Linked DNA regions of Salmo salar: region 1 is linked to region 2. The links are chromatin contacts, called in public Hi-C maps. All regions are on one chromosome and are shown on one strand. The core of a region is the stretch at or near the end of the contact, and the rest is flanking DNA. Distances in the headings are between cores, read along the strand shown. Region 1 overlaps LOC106562161 (ankyrin repeat domain-containing protein 11). Region 2 holds the start of LOC106562161 (ankyrin repeat domain-containing protein 11).

Region 1 (5,178 bases), core at 962-3,461, 41 kb after region 2:
ATTACATATCGGCGATACCCACGGTAGCTAGGCAGCAGGTAGCATTCAGCTGTCTTTCTGTCTGTCCACTCACAGGACACAACTATAAATGCGGATTTCGGAAGTGTGCGATCACCAGCTCCAATCAAATATAACCCCTTTGACAAACGGGCTGAAACACTGACCTTTGGGCATGGCTTGATGGCAGAAACGTTGTATTGTGTGTTTGTCTTTGCAGATGGCACAGGTTTAGAGGCGAAGCCCCGCTGCTGCTGGAGGAGTTGGAGGTAGCCGTAGTAATAGGAAGGTACAGGGGGCCACGTCCGACTCTGCCACTGAAATGGTTTTTGATGGCAGGTTGGGCAAGCGGCACACTGGGCTTTGGAAATTACTATCTAGGTGTGAGAATGAAAAGGACAAATAGTGCCAGCTACATAGAAAATAGTTTGTAAGTGCCGACTACAGGGCGCTCTCCCGTGAGGTATGAAGTGATGGGGAGAAGAGATGGGAAGGAAAAATATTTCAATCTTCAATATGTCAAAAGAGAACATTGCTTTGAATGCAGTTTGTGTGTAAGCGGAGAACAGGATGTATCCATTTTTTAATGAAGAGATGTTATGCTGCTGGCTTGAAAAGAATGTGCTGCTCGGAGGTCAGGGTTGATTCTCATGCTCTGTTCAAGGGTATGGCTCAGAGCTGCTGACAGCCAGGCAGGCCAGTGTTTGTCCCACCACTCCCACACACACTGTCAGAACCAAGCTCACCCACCACAGCAACACACTGACTGCAGAGTAGAGGGGACTGGCTGTGATGATAGATAGCCAATGCTACTCTGAAATGGTCAGATTTGCAGTGTGTGTCTGGATGCTGAGGAGTTGGCTGGGTGTTTTGTAGATGGGACAGAATGTTTTAAAATGTTCTACCTCCCCTTCTCCAGAGCCAAGTTCCCATCAGTGAGTCGTCCGTACACTAAGTCTGTGTTTAGATCTTAAGTCTAATTTTAGAGCTGAGCTTTGGCTTAGTGCTGAGAATAACAGGATAACAGTAGCCTCTTTACTTTGCCTTTAACCAATAGCTATGACAGCGGCGTTGCATTAGACAAGACTAGACAATGGCCTCACGTGGTTCTGTTCAATCAGGGTCCAAGAGACCAGATTGACTGGTCCTAGCCTGCTCACTGTCCCTCTGCCTCTCTCCCTCCAGTACAATAACCTCTGAACAGTGCTATGTACCCGCCAGGCACCCAGTGTCTCCCTCTCTGGGCCTCTCTACTGTACCTCCTCCACCCCTTGTCTCCTCACAGGATCAAACAGTCCCCCATCAAATCTGGGAGGGGGCAAAACCCAGTGGAACAAATGATTGTGTTTGTTCTAATGTGAGTTAAAGGGGCCCTCCCACAGCGTCTCCTGGCAGCCTGTGTTTCTGCCTGTTTGCTAGGGTATTTAGAACTCTGGCTGGGTGGTTTAAAGAACATGGATTGCCATGGAGACATTGTGCATTATTTCTATATCTGACCCTTTCAGCTCAAACTGTAATTGGATTATTTGTAGTGTAACGCATTTCATCTCTTTCTCTGTAGAGCGAGAATGGAAATATGAAGGATTTGTTTGCTATATCTGACTGGTAGAGTACAGTGTCAGCTCAGCAGCCTGACTGTGAATAGGCCTACACCACAGTTCTCTTCTGCACTTTGTTAGTGTTGTATTTATGGGAAAGGACAGTTTGATATGAGTGATGGGAGTTAGTGCAGATAAATTGGTTATTTCTGCCTTACCTTTCACCTCTTAATTTGTCAACGTCACCAGACTGGTCAGCCCAAGTCCAGGGCAGCTAGCCTACTTCTCAATCCACAACACTAGGGTTTTCATATATTTCTGACTTTACTTTCAATGTCTGTGTGAATTAAGTACTCCATATTAAAATGACCAATGGAGAAAATAGAGAATCACGCTCTAAAATCTATAGAACACCATCAATAATTATCTCTAAACATTAGCTCAATGAGATATGCTTGGATAGCATTACTTTTCTTGCTATTTCAGTTGCAGCTATTGTGTACAATTTCTGAGATGATTGTGTCCATGTAGAAATCGGTGAAGTGAGCGAGCGGGAAAGATGGCAGAAAGAGGAGCCACAACAACCATTATCCTCTTCTCTGTCCTTCCCCCATCCCCTCCCTCCCCCGTCCCTGAGTGACGCTGTGGTTTTTCCCCTGACTGCTGCCAGGTCTCTCCCTCCCTCTCGCTCCTCTCGGGATCATGATGACTGAGCTGTTTGCATGGGGCTGGAGATTAGCAGGCTAATGTAGTGTTGAGTGGGAGAGCAGAAGCTGAGGCACGGACAGCCACAGTGATGGGGCCTGGGCCTGCTGAACAACACTAGGCAGAACCCCTAACATTGGGCCTGGGCTGTGCTGGGGGGGGAGCCTGACAGCGTCAGGGTAAGCTATACCCTTGTAGTGGTGAATGGAATGTATTGAGTTTGTATTAAATACACACACAGCCTAATCTCTTGCACTGAGTGCTCTGGTAGTAGACGGGCCTATTTTAGGGAGCCACTTATTAAAGGTTGAATGAGTGGAGTAGCTTGTTCCCTCGTCTCTGGTTTCTCACCATAATGGCAGCCATAATGGCTCCGTTTCTGATTTATGTCAGGCAGGATCTGATTTCAGGAAACACTGTTTTTTTTCTTCTTCCAGTAATCTGAATTCCCTGTGCTTCCCACCCAGCCCACCTCTCAGGGGAGCCTGGAGCAAAGTGCTCGGGCCTGGGCGGACAGAACTGTAGCACGGCAGCCCAGCCCACTTGCAGGCAGTGGCAACCCAATCCTGCTCTCTGCTTTTTGGTTCAGTCCGCTGTCACTCCAGCAGCCAGAGCACTGTGACCTTGGTTTCAAGTAGCCCTGGCTTGGTAGTAAGCCAATACCACTCCTGGGATGGTGTGACCTTGTTCACCAGCCCACTGTACGTCTGCATGCCTCTCTCCCCCCTTTGGCAGAAGGGGCGACCTTTGCTTGCTGTGATAATTCAATGCGAAAACAAGAAATTGAGTCATTGGCTGGTCAATGGGCCTGTCCTGCTTGTGGTTGCATAAAGGCTGTTGAATGTCGTATTACCCTGTCCTGGGCTCTGCTCGGAGTCAGAGCTATCTGTCTTATGTGATTATTTATGTGGTTCACTGTGTGGGCTACAACAAAAGACTGTTACGTCAGCATCAAATGAGCTCCCTCTAGTACACCTGTCATTTGGCCACTTGGCTTGGTTGGAACTGTGAAATTACTTTCCCCCTTTTTCAATCAACTGATTGGAGCCCTGGCCAATCAGTGGGTTTGTGTCGTGTCGCTGGTACAGGGATGGAATGGCTTTATTGTCTGAATGAACGGAACTGCTCAGTTGCTAGGCTAACTGATATGCTTTCTTAGTGAAATCCTATGGCTTCTTTTGTGGTTGAGGTTTGTTTGGGTTGTGCCAAATCACTGTTGTCCAGTGCTGGTTAGTGAGCCACATGCTTGTTGTCACAGAGTGGTAAAGCCTTAACGTAAAGCCAGTGGGTACTAGCAGTGTATCTGACTGAACAACAAGGACCTATAGTTCAGCAGCTGGACCGGTCTCTCGTCAGCGTCCTGTTAAATCATGATGGCGCTGAAGTGGATAGCAGCAGTCTTAGGGGATCCTGAGCAATTCTGCACTCCAGCCACCCAGGCCATAGACTTCTCTCTGCTACCGCACAGCAAGCGCTACCGGTGCACCAAGTCTGAAACAAACAGGACCCTGAACAGCTTCTACCCACAAGCCATATGACTGTTAATCAAGGTTACTAAAATAGCTAATCAAATGACTACTCGGATTGCCTGCATTGACCCTTTTTTTGTGTTTTTCTAACACTCTTGCGCTGACTGCGCACAAACACACATTGGACTTTTACCCTCACACTGCAGCAGAAACACACACACACACCCACACACCCACCCACCCACCCACCCACCCACCCACCCACCCACCCACCCACCCACACAATGTTAGTGTGCCTGCCTGTTTTAAACGACTTAGTGCTATCTGGATGAAACCTACAAGAATGTGTTTGTGTGTGTTTCCTGTTCTGTTGCGAGGCGTGTAGGGGTGCAAGGCATTTTGTTTTTGTTGCCTGTTGTACTGCGCGCTGTGTCCTGGCCCGTGCATGCAGAGAAACATAGAGGGTTAAGCAGGCCTGGGCTTCTCTCTGCTCTCTCTCCGGATCCAGGTGTTCCTCTATCAGTGGCCTCACGGCGACAGACAGCAGATACTTAATGTGGGCCCTGTGTGTGTGCCCCCTCCCTGCTCCTGGCTTTGATTCACTCCAGCTGGTCGACTGGAATCAGCTCTGAATCCGCCCAGGCTTGTATGCTGGGGAGAATTCATGCTTGAAATTGTAATTGCTGTTGTATGTGAAGATGTGTTCCGCCCCCCCCCCCTCACTTGAAGTTTCCATTTTTGCAAATGGGGGGTTATCGCTTAAAGTGCTTTGTTATATTATGTAAACATGATTTCTAGACTGGGTCTGTTTTTTGTTTTTTTTATACAAAAACTCTTTACATAAAAGGAATGTAAAGATCTGTGCTTTCCATATACCTCTTATGTAAACACAATGTGTTGCCCTGTCAAGCTCTTGGTGCCCTTGGATGGAGTGAACCTTCTCACTACAGAGGGGGTACGACAAAGAAGGATCAATGAGCTAGCTTCTAACTTTGATAAACAACCATGAAATAGCTGTTTTTATGGTTCATTAAGAAGGTTTGACTTACATATGTGTTTTTGGTTGAGTCAATTAGGCCATGCCCATTTCAAGCGTATCTTTCTAAAAATACGAGTTACTTCAGAATAGTTAGGCACGTTATCTGGCTAACTCATTGCTCCTGCTTTGTAGTATACCCTTAGGGCTGGTATCATGGCGAGATGGATAGATCCTGAGAAACAGAGCAGTAGATTGATGTTTTGGACTGAGTTGTTGTTGTTCAGCTGTTCACAGAGATGGTGATAAAGAGCGGGGGGAGAGATCGAGTCACTGAGCGTCTCTGTGTGTCCATGCTCTCTGACGGAGCCAAGCAGGGGAACAGACGAGACAGCAGATGGGCCTTCTCAGACTTAACCCTTCCCATGCCTCTCGCGGGCCTGTCTGTCCAGGCAGGCAGGCAGGCAGGAAGGAAGGAACGCTCTCATGGCTC
Region 2 (4,818 bases), core at 1,066-3,565:
CAAATCCCTTGTTCAGCTGACCACGAGAACAGATAAGCACATACCTATCCTGACGCAATTAAAAAGTATTTGCTGAACTTCGAACTTTAACCCCAAGAGCTATAGTTCGTTTGACCAAAGATAATGTATATATCTGATTTGATTATATATATTCACGCTGAGATAGACATAACTTTCAATTTGCGGAAAATCTCTCATTTATTGTCATTAAATATATATATAGAAAAGTTATTACTGAACCCTTGTCTGATTACGTCACGACGTTGCTTCATGAGCGTTCTACCTGCGCAGAATTTTTACATCCAGCAAACACGTTCATTGAAATAAAATGGCCCATAGAATAGATGCTAACTGTCAGAAAATACAAAAATAAACGTATTATTGGCTATGTGCGCTGATAAATCATTGTATTTTACTGTATCTGCCTCTCGTGTATGTTAAATAAAGTCTATATGGACTTATCTGCTGTAGTTACAAAAGTATCCACCAGAGGATACATTGTGTTTATATTTGACTTATAGCAGTAAAATCATGGTGAAACAGCTTGGAAAGGTTTGTTGTTGTTTTCTTGTTCATAAAGGTTGGTGCATGACATTGTGATTGCAAAAGCTGCCCTGCCTAAGAAATACCTGATACAATCTGATAGCCTGGTAGACTAAGGTAATACCAAAAATGATATACTCGGTGGTAGCCTAATACAAGGCTGAAGTGGAGCGGTTTGAGAGCTTCCTCTGTGTCCACATCACTAAGGATCTTTCATGGTCTGAACACACCAACACAGTCATGAAGAGGTCACGACAACGCCTCTTCCCCCTCAGGAGGCTGAAAAGATTTAGCATGGGCCCTCAGATCCTCAAAAAGTTCCACAGCTGCACCATTGAGAGCATCTTGACTGGCTGCATCACTGCTTGGTATGGCAACTGCTTGACATCCGACCGCAAGGTGTTACAGAGGGTAGTGCGTGAGGCCCAGTACATCACTGGAGTCGAGCTCCCTGTCATCCAGCACCTCTATACTATGCAGTGTCAGAGGAAGGCCCTAAAAATGGTCAAAGACTCCAGCCAAGTCATAAACTGTTCTCTCTGCTACCATACAACAAGTGGTAACAATTAGTTAAATTGGTAACCAAATAGCGGTACCGATTAGTTAAATAGTTAACCAAATAACTACCCAACTATCTGCATTTACTCTTTTTGCACAAACGTTTTTTTGACTCATCACATACACTGCTGCTATTGTTTATTATCTGTCACTTTATTTCTAGTTATATGTACATATCTACCTCAATTAACTCGTACCCCTGCACATCAACTTATTGTGTATCTATTATTATTTGTATTATGTGTTTTACATTACTATTTACTATTATTTTTCTATTTTCTTTCTCTTTGCATTGTTGGGAAGGGCCCGTTAGTAAGCAAGCATTTCACTTTTAGTCCACACCTGTTGTTTACAAAGCATGTCACAAAAATAACTCCTAAAAGCATGCAGTACAACGTGTATGTCCATTTAATATTGTAGAGGACCTAAAAACAAATTATGCTCTGAAAGAGTCAAAATAAAGGCTCACCCCATCACCGTGACGAACATTTATATAAGCCAATGAGAAAACAGATTCAAGATATTTATTTTTTCTCTTAACCAATGATAGCTCTTCTTACATCTCCGTGCATGTCATGTTGCCGCCCAGCAGAGGTCGCTATTCTATCGGTGCAATCGATATGCATTACCAAACAACCCAAACCTGTCTGACTTTGAAAGTGTGCAGAGATCATCAACAACAACAACAACATGACATTGAGACTGTTGTTAAGAAATCATGTAGTGATGATTGCACTGAGAAAAAGTGTTTTGGAAGTGAAATAGGCTATTCAGACCTGTCCTACCTGTGATCAGGACATTTGGGTCATACTAGGCTGCTAGTTATCTGTAAAGGTGCTATGGTTCAACTGACATCATGAGTAGGAGTACGATAAGATTTAAGTGTGCAATAATATGTTTGTTCACGTGAATAATAATACGATAAGAGGTGTCTTACTCCATCACGCTGGGCGAGGTCAATCAAGTGCACCCAGCCTTCGTACTCCATTTCCTTTGCTTTTCTCCCATCTGTATAATGGAGATGTGTCCCCAAACATGGAAACTGAAGTACTCGGTCAACCATGTTCGCGCCTTCAGATTATTGTGTCAATGTAGATTTAGTACATTGATTTGATCCATAATGGCGCCAGTTTCATCGGTGCACAAATAGTACCCGCCCACATTCAAGAGCCAATCACAATCAGTGTTTCATTTGGCATCTTTCTCTTTCCTTCAGCCCCATATCGAAGCCAAAGCCCGTCTGGAAACAGTTTGTAAGGGGTAGTTAATGAAGATTAAGCCGAAACAAAATATCGTTTTTAGCTACTTTAAATTGACCTTTCAAGGCTCCAGTTTTGATTACTGGGCATACAAAGCTTCATTTCAGACCATGGTCACAAAATAAAATTGTACAAGGACGTTTTCGAGAAGATTTTAAGCTGTATGTGTCGATTGTTGGTGTACAGGAATTAGCAAGCTAACGTTACTTAGCACTAGCCTACAAATATTAGCTAGCTAACTAGCGTAGCTTGCTAACGTTAGCTTCAAGTTGTCTGATTTTCAACTGAGATGGTTGCAGTATTTCTTGGATGTCTACGGACGGCAGATTGCTGAACCAGAGGGCCTCAAATGGGAAAAACAAGCATCGGACAGGAATATCTGGGATAAGCTTGTCGACGTAACTCAGATTCTGTTGAAGGTAAGACGCAATAACATTAGTTGGCTAGCTAGCTGTGTTTGTTAGTGAACTAGATATACTAGCTTGTTATGCCGTTAGCCATAGCTGTCTAGCTAACTAGATAACATGGCTTCATGCTCGAGTCGAAGAAATGTGTTATGAAGCTAGCTGACCCCTCCCCCAGTCCAGCATTCTAACTGCGTAACAGTACGCGTTTAACTTGCAAGATGACAAGTAAGGGCTTAATCTAGGCGAAAACCGTGGCATACTAGCCTGCGAGTAGTTTGTTGACCTACAGATCCTGTTGATGTTATAGCTAGATATTTCGTTGCATAGGTAGTTGGGATATTCTCTGAAATGTATTTGAAACGCTTCAGTGCCATCCATGTAATAGCCTACACTTCTCTTCAGGCGATTGATCTATGTTGTTGTTTAAAAAGAATAACACCATGTGTTCAAGGGATGATGCATCACTGCCAGTGACGTTATTTCATGAAACTCATCTACATATTTCTTTTTGGAAAAATACACCGAGATGGAATGAAATATTTGGTTATGTTGATGTGTAATGCAGTGGTGAGATTAGCTAAGACTTGCCTCGTAATAATTGACCATTAATGCTCTCCAAAGTTGCTTGACTTCTCCTCGTTTTGGCAATGTGTTTGTGTTTGTTTTCTAGTCGACTCATGGTCCATAGATCCAGGATTTGTCATTTGATTAGAATATTTTGCTGTAATGTATTAACACAGTTACTGTGAAATGTGTCATTTACTCTGTCCTAACAAGAATATCATTATGGTTGTCATCAAAGTAATACAGGTGTGCAGTGTTTTTGAGTTAATTCCTATAGTAGTCCCAATACCATTGCTTGACAGGCTCTATCATTTGAGTGGCTGCGGAATGGTATGCAAATGAAGTCAACAAGAAGTCACAACAGTAAGGCTTTGACTTCTGGTTGTGGGAGAGCATGAAAAGAAGGGCAAGAATCCTAACAGACGACTACTGTACTTGGAGTAGACTGTGGTTGATAACGTTTTGGTGCAGTATCAGTTCTGTTGAAAACACTGCAGTGGAGCTGCTGGCTGTATTTTCTTACAGAGATACTCTGAGCTCTTCAGCTTGTTGGGCGTTCACGTTGAAATTCATTGCAGACGCAGCAATGCATGTAATCCCCCACCACCTTTGTCAAGACGTTGGAAGCGCCAATTTCATGTCTTAGTTTCTGTAGTTATTTTGCAACTTCTTGCCTCTTCATTTTTTGATGTAAATACGACTTGCCTCTGGATGTATTAAATCAATAAGTACCCTGGTACAACACATATTACGCGATGTATACGCTTGGTACACTTCCCACGGTAGTTTCAGCTTTAGGGTGAGGTTTTGTAGAACTTTATGGCCTAGAAGGAGATTTTCACCACAGTGTCCTGTTGTAGTGTGTAAGCCTGAGACAGGAAATTGTGTCCTGCCTGGGTCAGTGAGGTCAGGAGCTGTGTTGGGAGCTGGGATTTCCTGTTCAAGGCAGCCAATCTGTGCCATCCGGTGTGCCCTGTCTTCAGCTGTCTAAGTGAGCCTCTTTTACACAGGTTCAGAGACTGTGGTTCCTGTTGTGTCCTGGCCCAAGTCTCCTGAGTTTTAGCCTATTTGTGGTCATGGCAGTGCCACTATTTGACATGGTCCTTCTGTGCCCTCTCCTGCCTACACAGTGTGTAACGTGACACCTTCAGCACTTTCAGGCAGGCTAATAACAGGGCAGAAATATAAATCTCAGTGGGGAATATTGAGTGTCCCTTCACAATGCCTCTCTGGCAGTCTGGATTGGACGGCCTTGCTCGGTTTGGCATGTTATGTCTTGTGTAGAGGAGAGTGGCAGGGCTTCCGCAAGTCTGTGCATCCTCCATCTTGCAGCCCTCTACTGTGTTTACGTTGCTGCTCTGTGCGACTATCTAAACCTGCAGTGCAGGAAAGACGCAGCATAACGCCTGTACTGCGACTGTCTGTGGTTCGTCCCACCACATCCTCTCTCTACGCTTTTGCCCTGAGGTCAGTGTGCAGTAGCTGCA

The links. Hi-C and Micro-C count contacts between places; a contact is called where the count stands out from the background.
Region 1: a contact with region 2 is called in a Hi-C map of muscle, with 5 times the contacts expected there. The contact joins the enhancer-like site here to the promoter of LOC106562161 in region 2. A contact is called at or near these places in 2 of 3 Hi-C or Micro-C datasets (gill and muscle).

The regions. Positions count from the first base shown.
Region 1 is chrssa11:15,334,115-15,339,292 of Ssal_v3.1, forward strand. All of the region lies in intron 2 of LOC106562161 (ankyrin repeat domain-containing protein 11), which reads left to right. Among protein-coding and RNA genes, the nearest start is that of LOC106562161, 41 kb to the left of the region's middle. Within about 2 kb of position 2,212, at least 2 of the 13 cell types and tissues checked have an H3K27ac peak or open chromatin away from gene starts, as enhancers often do. A contact at or near this core is called in gill and muscle, where this site is marked.
Region 2 is chrssa11:15,293,363-15,298,180 of Ssal_v3.1, forward strand. LOC106562161 (ankyrin repeat domain-containing protein 11) reads left to right here and starts at 2,316. Exons shown (of 14, transcript XM_014126847.2): 1 at 2,316-2,779. LOC106562177 (paraplegin) reads right to left here and starts at 58. Exons shown (of 17, transcript XM_045689073.1): 1 at 1-58.